Linked DNA regions of Salvelinus alpinus: region 1 is linked to region 2. Evidence: chromatin contacts called from public Hi-C data. All regions are on one chromosome and are shown on one strand. The core of a region is the stretch at or near the end of the contact, and the rest is flanking DNA. Distances in the headings are between cores, read along the strand shown. Region 1 holds the start of ccdc88b (coiled-coil domain containing 88B). Region 2 holds the start of macrod1 (mono-ADP ribosylhydrolase 1).

Region 1 (4,695 bases), core at 1,731-4,230, 160 kb after region 2:
CGTAAAAATGGTCTGTCCTCGGTTGCAACACTCACTGTCGAGTTCCAAACTGCCTTTGGAAGCAACTTCAGCACAAGAACTGTTCGTCGGGAGCGTCATGAAATGGGTTTCCATGGCCGAGCAGCCGCACACAAGCCTAAGATCACCATGCGCAATGCCAAGCCTCGGCTGGAGTGGTGTAAAGCTCGCCGCCATTGGACTCTGGAGCAGTGAAGTGAAGGTAAGGGAAATCCTAATGTTACAGCATACAATGACATTCTAGACAATTCTGTGCTTACAACTTTGTGGCAACAGTTTGTCGAGATCGGTGTGGACGAACGTGACTGGCCTGCACAGATCCCTGACCTCAACCCCATCGAACACCTTGGGGATGAATTGGAACGCAGACTGCGAGCCAGGCCTAATCGCCCAACATCAGTGCCCGACCTCACAGCAATGTGAAGAGTGGAGGCTCTTATAGCAGCAAAGGGGAACCAACTCCATATTAATAAACATGATTTTGGAATGAGATGTTCGCAGTTGTCCACATACTTTTGGTCATGTAGTGTATGTTGGCTCAATCGGAAATGACGGAAATGACCTTTAAATGTGAACTGCGCCACAACGCAGATATTCTGCGCTACGGATTGAATCAAGCCCTAAATTCTATAGAAACACAATAAACAGTTCCTTCGGAAATATTCAGACCCCTTGACTTTTTTCACATTTTGTTACGTTACAGCCTTATTCTAAAATTGATTAAATAAATAAAAATCCTAATCTACCCACAATACCACATAATGACAAACGAAAACAGGTATTTTGAAATGTTTACAAATATATTACAAATAAAAAACAGAAATACCTTATTTAAATAAGTATTCAGACCCTTTGCTATGAGAAATTGAGCTCAGGTGCATCCTGTTTCCTTTGATTGCCCTTGAGATGTTTATACAATTTGGTTGGAGTCCACCTGTGGTAAATTCAATTGATTGGACATGATTTGGAAAGGCACACACCTGTCTATATAAGGTCCCACAATTGACAGTGGTCTGAGCAAAAACCAAGCCATGAGGGCAAAGGAATTGTCCGTAGACCTCAGAGACAGGATTGTGTTGAGGCACAGATCTGGGGAAGGGTACCAAAACATTTCTGCAGCATTGAAGGTCCCCGAGAACACAGTGGCCTCCATCATTCTTAAATGGAAGTAGTTTGGAACCATCAAGACTCTTTCTAGAGCTGGCCGCCTTGCCAAACTGCGCAATCGGGGGAGAAGGGCCTTGGTCAGGGAGGTGACCAAGAACCTAATGGTCACTCTGACAGAGCTTCAGAGTTCCTCTGTGGAGATGGGAGAACCTTCCAGAAGGACAAACATCTCTGCAGCACTCCACCAATCAGGCCTTTATGGTAGAGTGGCCAGATGGAAGCCACTCCTCAGTAAAAGGCACATGACAACCCGCTTAGAGTTTGCCAAAAAGCACCTAAAGACTCTCAGACCATGAGAAACAAGATTCTCTGCTCTGATGAAACCAAGATTGAACTCTTTGGCCTGAATGCCAAGCGTCACGTCTGGAGGAAACCTGGCACCATCCCTACAGTGAAGCATGGTGGTGGCAGCATCATGCTGTGGGGATGTTTTTCAGTGGCAGGGACTGGGAGACTAGTCAGGATCGAGGTAAAGATGAACGGAGCAAAGTACAGAGAGATCCTTGATGAAAACCTGCTCCAGAGTGCTCAAGACCTCAGACTGGGGTGAAGGTTGATCTTCCAACAGGACAACGACCCTAAGCACACAGCCAAGACAACGCGCGAGTGGCTTCGGGACAAGTCTCTGAATGTCCTTGAGTGGTCCAGCCAGAGCCCGGACTTGAACCCGATCGAACATCTCTGGAGAGACCTGGAAATAGCTGTACAGCGACGCTCCCCATCCAACCTGACAGAGCTTGAGAGGATCTGCAGAGAAGAATGGGAGAATCTCCCCAAATACAGTTGTGCCAAGCTTGTAGCGTCACACCCAAGAAGACTCGATGTTGTAATCGCTGCCAAAGGTGCTTCAACAAAATAGTGAGTAAAGGGTCTGAATACTTACGTAAATATGTTTTTGATTTTTTATAAATTAGCAAGAATTTCTAAAAACCAGTTTTTGCTTTGTCATTATGGAGTATTGTGTGTAGATTGATGAGGGGGGAAAACGATTTATTCCATTTTAGAATAAGGCTGTAACGTAACAAAATGCAGTAAAAGTCAAGGGGACTGAACACATTCCGAAGGCACTGTGCAACCTAAACAATTGATATGGAGTCCATAAGGGGATCACTGCAAACAGAGAAAACTGTTATCTGGAATATGTGGTGTAGATCAATGAAACCCGAGATGGTCATATTTTACTGAGAAAGATAATAAGAAAGGGAATAGGAAGTCACAGATATAAGGTAAAACAACAAGATACATTCTATGAGCCATTGTAGAGAAAGCTGTGAAAAGGAGAAGTTTAAGAACTAAGTGTTTGCTGTCCTGTTCATGTAACAAAAGTTATGACAAGCATTTACATCTGATTCAAGTTCAACCCATTCGTATTGTTTTAACTTTTGTAAATAAAGAGTTATACATTATTTATAAAATGCATAATTTATATGTGTGTTTTTTTTAAACATTTACACATCGTTTATTTACAGGATTTGTATGTATTGATACTCCATAAAAACAAAACAACAGCAATAGGCTATGTGTTTTGATGTTTTATAAAAGACTATCATCACGTATATCTCGGCCTACTACTATAGCATCTGAAAGTGATTTAAATAAGCTTTGACACATACCCAAGTCACCAACGCACTTTCCATGAATTCTTCTAGAATGTCCATTATGTTAGAGTCCATGGTGTCGCATAAATAATTTACAAACTTCTATAAAAAATATAAATAAAATATATCCTACATTAGTAAAGCAATTTTACTGAATCCATTCTGTGTTCGTCATTTCAGTTCCTCTCCCTCTCTCTTCCTCTATCTCACTTTTTCAGTTAGTGCTGGCGGTGAGCACATTGCAAAACCACACCGGAATTTCTTAACGAACACATTTCATTAGTGCTTTAGGCCTACCCGGAACAATCACCACCTTTACCAGTGAGTGTTTCCAGAAAACAAAGTCGCTCAATGACAAATGAATAGGTGGTTTGAGATGGATGGAAAATATTAGACTACTTTGTGCGCACAGTGGTTCCTTGCCTAGACGTTTGTAACAATGTTTATATTACAATGCAGTTGTTTGTAGCCTATGCATCAGTTTGATCAAGATATACTCTAAACAATTTCGAAATGGTAAATTCAGTAGGACGTGAGTTCGTTGCGCTTTCAGGTGTAATGCAATGGCGAACCCTGGTGGAATTATGGTGTACATTTCGGTAGTCTACTATCTATGAACATCCTACTTATCAAATAAAGATGTTGAGTGAACATTGTCTTTAAACACAGATCAGAGTGAATGAACCATTTGACAAAGGAACAAAATAAACAGCCACTACAAATTAAGACATGTTTGCTATGTGTAAGATAGTGCACGTTTATAATGCACTCGACATTTCTTTTTTGTTGTTGTCAAAACACAATGGAAAATGTAATTACAACTTTCTACATGACCACACTTTGACGTGAACTTTCTCCTAACCCTGTCCATTGTTGTGGTATGTTTGATAGTCATACATCCCGAGTGTTCCTGTTGCTGTGCAGAGAACTGTTGTAGCAGTAGCATATAGATTAGCTAAATAGGATTATGAAGGTGTTATGAGAGCTGTCTGAGTATACCTAGCAGCCCAGATTACATTATACAGTCACTCCTCTCCATACTGTCATAAACCTACAGTAGCTTAGGCCTACTGTATCACTGGCATCACTTTCAGTCATTACACACATCATCATCCTATACCTCTGGGTGAACTGAAATAACCCAACTCAGTTGAATGTTTATCTAGTACAAAAGGACTCAACTCCGCAAATCCATTAAAAGCAACTATCTTTAATATACTCAATGCCAGATGCCAACTTCACATGTTACTTAGCAGTGCGTTAACAAACTCTATAGCCAGTCCAGCATTCAATTGACTGTAGGCCTTCTTCACACGGGGTGAATGTTTGTATTATTAAGTTGTTACCTGTGTGATTTAGATTTTGTCTGATCCGAATCAAAGATCAGAACATCAGTTTACTTCAAAGTGTGTGTGATTTTTCATTTACTCATGTACCAGTATGTGAATATTGTTTTTGTATATTTACAAAATGTATGTGTGTGTTCTTGGGTGCCTTTCAGTAGTTTGACTTTGATTGTTCTCCACCACATGAAACATCACCCTCCCCCTCAACTTGATGTATTGTCCATCAGGAGCAACAGGACACAACATTGTGTCTCAAAGATTATAATTACAAATTCTGTCAAATTAAAAAACCTCTGGATTGTTAGATCTTGTCATGTCTAGTCTGTGCGGAGCATGATAAAATAAGATTCATGATAAGATTCCCTATGTATTTTAGTGCTCATACATTGTTGCAGTATAAATCAAGCCAAAAAGATCAGTGCCTGTGTCAAACCCAACACAGAGCGCTAGCTAGCCCACCATTAGCCTGGTGACAGGCAAGACCACCATGTCACGTGACAAAGCAGCCTAACTCCCCTTCTCAAACCCATATATGGTTATATATTATCTTTCATCTAGCTGGACGT
Region 2 (4,387 bases), core at 359-2,858:
TCAGCAGACTGCTGGCATTACACATCTGGCTAAAATCAAATCAAAGTTTATTTGTCACGTGCACCGAATACAACAGGTACCTTACAGTGAAATGCTTACTTACAGGCTCTAACCAACAGTAAAAAGACAGGCTATATACAGTAGCGAGGCTATAAAAGTAGCGAGGCTACATACAGACACTGGTTAGTCAGGCTGATTGAGGTAGTATGTAGATATGGTTAAAGTTATGCATTTATGATGAACAGAGAGTAGCAGTAGCGTAAAAGAGGGGTTGGTGGGTGGTTGGCGGGACACAATGCAGATAGCCCGGTTAGCCAATGTGCGGGAGCACTGGTTGGTCGCCCCAATTGAGGTAGTATGTACATTAATGTATCGTTAAAGTGACTATGCATATATGATAAACAGAGAGTAGCAGCAGCAACCCGTAAAAGACTACTGTGGCTCTGCTGGAGTTACTTTTATAGATAACTTTGACACCTTCTGGAAACAGAAGATACTCTACAGAAATGACGGAGTCCATCCAAATCATCTTGGCTCCTGGACTCTGTCCACACATTTCAAGGCTGCGTTGTAACAATGACTGGTAAATGATCCAAGACCAGCTCAGTTAATCACTACCATTGTGACAATGAGTCGTCATAATGCTGCATTAAATGTACATGATCCTAGGTACATTGACAAACACAATGTCAGTAATTTAATTTATGTATCCCTAACTGCACCGAATGCTTCTGTTTATCCTTCAGCTATTGTATGCAGTAATCACGAGCCTATGATTTAGAGCTACACTGTTAACACTGAGGCAGTGTGCAATAGTAGGAAGATCACTTTGTGCAGCTCACCCTGCACTATCAGCTCCAATATAAATAACATGAGTAAGTCTACCTCTGATAAGCTTCCCAGTAAAGCATTGAAAACAATCAAGCAACCCCAAAAAGTGCTAAAAATAGCCCATATTAACATATGTAGCCTAAGAAACAAGCGCCATGAAGCCAATAACTTGCTTGTAACAGATGACATTCATATTCTGACTATCTCTGAAATTCACTTGGATAATACCTTTGATGATACAGTGGTAGCAATACATGGTTATAACATCTACCGAATATACAGAAATGCCTGAGGAGGCGGTGTTGCAGTCTATGTCCAGAACCGCATTCCTGTAAAGCTTAGAGACGATCTAATGTTAAATAATGTTGGAGTAATATGGCTACAGGTTCATCTGCTTAAAGCCCATTCTTGTGGGAAGCTGCTACAGACCACCAAGTGCTAACAGTCATTATCTGGATAATATGTGTGAAATGCTTGATAATGTATGTGATATCAACAGAGAAGTATATTTTCTGGGTGATTTAAATATTGACTGGCGTTCATCAAGCTGCCCACTCAAGAAAAAACTTCAAACTGTAACCAGTGCCTGCAATCTGGTTCAGGTTATCAGTCAACCTACCAGGGTAGTTACAAACAGTACACTAGCTGTAATTAGGCTACAAATTACGTTACAGAGTAAGATGTAATTCTAGCTGTTGGCCAGTAGAGGGTGGTGAAAGACAGACAGAGAAACAGTAAACTCGATCAGCTCAACACAGAGCCCCTGACACGGTGGGCGACTGGCTTCCGGGTTAAGCGAGCGGTGTGTAAAAGCAGCGCGTCTTAGCGGATCGTGTTTCGGATGACCTTCACCTCTCCCGAGCCCGTTGGGGAGTTGCAGCGATGAAACAAGATCGTAATTACCAATTAGATATCACGAAAATTGGGAGAAAAATTCACAAAATAAATAAAACACTGAACTCCTACCATACTGTATATCCACATACAGCGTTGATAATTCGAGTGAACGGTGATGGTTAATTTGTTGAATAATTATTTTTTTTATACTCAACTTGCAAGGTGTTTTATAGCAATACAACAATACATACTTTCCTTATGGTCATACTCTATATAGGTCATATAACTCCCCTCCCATTTGGTACAATCCATGCGTCATTGTTTACAACAAAATGGCCAAGTATTTCTTCCCCTATATTCAAACTGGATAAAGGCGCTTTAAATAACGAAAACGAAACTAACTACCGAACTGAAAAACACACCGGAGTTCTGTGTCGGATTGACTTCAGGATCACACTCACAGCATGGCATTTCAAATGTCAACTGTCTCTTCGCGTATCAGAGCCATATGTCCATTTTCCCGCTGTCGTAGTGGTGACTTTCATACTAGTGATATCGGTGTGTGCTCCAAATTTAGAAACATTTTCGGTGTTGCAAATCGTCAGGTGTATTCGCTGGTGCGAAGTGGGCAGAGTTCGGCGAACTCCAGCCCTGCAAAGTGCAAGGCCATTCTGAACCAAGGGGGTATTCATTTTGCAAACCGTGTGGAGAAGTTTTCAACAACTACAGCTGCCGCGAAGTCGTTTGAGTCGTTTCAGGGGCAAAACAAGGCCTCGACCTCCGGGGGAAAGTACGGTTCGTTGTACCGGATCGCCCTCGCCGCGCTTGGGGTGACCACCGCGGTCGTGTCCCTGCACGCAAGTGCCCATCTCGCCATGGCGACGGGATTGGAGCGGCTAGACCTTGACTCAGCCAAAGGCGACTGGAACGAGGTGAAGGGTAAGTTTGCAGACAGACACAGTCAGGGAGTGTGGGTGGGAATCTATAGGTGCTCATGTTGAGAATTTGGTTGCTCAACAGGACCTGTTGCATGTGAAAAGTAAAGTTGTCAAAGCTGTGTGGCCTAAATTGCAATAGAAAAAAATTAGGCGCCAACTCAAAGGTTCAAGTGGCTCATCGTGGCCTTATGTGGTACTAGGTTACTACCAAGTCATTAGTGCATTACAGCTTTTCATTTGTAATTTCCCTTTTCACTATGTTGTCCCTACATTACCCACATTGATTAGTGGAATGATCATAATCATCAACTCTCTGTCCCTCTCCTCTTCCTTAGCTGCCTTGCTCCATATGAGTCAGGGGGAGAGAAGGAAGCACTACAGGACTACCTACCTGTCCCTGGAGGAGGTGCCTGTGTGGACCGCCAAGTCACTAGTGGACAGAGGTTGGTGGCACCTTAATTGGGGAGAATGGGTTTGTGGTAATGGCTGGAGCGGAGTCAGTGGAATGGTATCAAACGCATGGTTTCCATGCCATTCCATCTGCTCTAAAACCTTGTTGTTTCTCAACTCCCGTCTGGGGTCCCACAACACAGGTTTACATGTGTTTGGTCCAGCCCAGCACTACACACTGTCATTTAGTTAATGCTAGGTTAGTAGGCCTATCGGGCCCCAGGACTACACACTGTCATTTAGTTAATGCTAGGTTAGTAGGCCTATCGGGCCCCAGGACTACAGCTGTGAGACACTGGAGAGCAGCATCGCTGAGCGTCCACTATAGATATTCTGGAACGACAACATAAACAGTAAACGCAGGTTAATATTACAGTGTTCTTATTAACAGTGTTGACAGAAGCAGGTGTTCATCTGTCTCCAAGGTGATTCAGTCAAGGCAACCAAATTCAAGAGGAACGAAGCTCTGGACAAGAAGATCTCCCTGTTCAGCGGTGACATCACCAAACTGGAGATTGATGGGATCGTCAATGCAGGTGATCATATAGTAACCTAGCTAATATTAACATAACATTATAGAAATAACATAACTTAAAGATGGAATTTGCAGTAGGGGCAATGACGCCATTGGCCCACCCCACCACCGCTGTTGTAGTTGTTGTTTCTGAGCGGAGGAGTGTCATGCATCATGGTAAATAAATTGCAGTACATATTGTGCTCTTCTATTGCACATGCAATGATGTCAGAGGGCAAAAAGCTGTGTTGGTTGTTTACAGTAACTTATTTGTTGTAATATCGCAAACGGACGTGGCTGTTTCACCATTTAAGGATTCCAGCTTTAACTTGTAGTAATAACATTACTTAAAAATAACAGAATCACATGTAGTAATAGCATTACTTAGTAATAACATAACATGACTAGTAATAATATTACTTAGTAATAACATAGCATGACTAGTAATAACATAACATGACTAGTAATAACATTACTTAGTAATAACATAACATGACTAGTAATAACATAACATTACTTAGTAATAACATAACATGACTAGTAATAATATTACTTAGTAATAACATAACATGACTAGTAATAATATTACTTAGTAATAACATAGCATTACTTAGTAATAACATAACATTTACATTTACATTTAAGTCATTTAGCAGACGCTCTTGTCCAGAGCGACTTACAAATTGGAAAGTTCATACATATTCATCCTGGTCCCCCCGTGGGGAATGAACCCACAACCCTGGCGTTGCAAGCGCCATGCTCTACCAACTGAGCCACACGGGACCATAACACGACTAGTAATAATATTACTTAGTAA

What was found. Hi-C and Micro-C count contacts between places; a contact is called where the count stands out from the background.
Region 1: a Hi-C map of muscle shows a contact between it and region 2, with 7 times the contacts expected there. The contact joins the promoter of ccdc88b here to the promoter of macrod1 in region 2. A contact is called at or near these places in 2 of 3 Hi-C or Micro-C datasets (muscle and red muscle).

The regions. Positions count from the first base shown.
Region 1 is chr4:84,606,235-84,610,929 of SLU_Salpinus.1, forward strand. ccdc88b (coiled-coil domain containing 88B) reads right to left here and starts at 2,981. Exons shown (of 28, transcript XM_071399322.1): 1 at 2,799-2,981. The coding sequence starts at 2,858. It overlaps LOC139572655 (RDS/peripherin-like protein xRDS35), which reads right to left. Exons shown (of 6, transcript XM_071395333.1): 6 at 4,684-4,695. The coding sequence ends at 4,684.
Region 2 is chr4:84,444,889-84,449,275 of SLU_Salpinus.1, forward strand. macrod1 (mono-ADP ribosylhydrolase 1) reads left to right here and starts at 1,609. Exons shown (of 10, transcript XM_071399318.1): 1 at 1,609-2,607; 2 at 2,942-3,049; 3 at 3,482-3,592. The coding sequence starts at 2,133.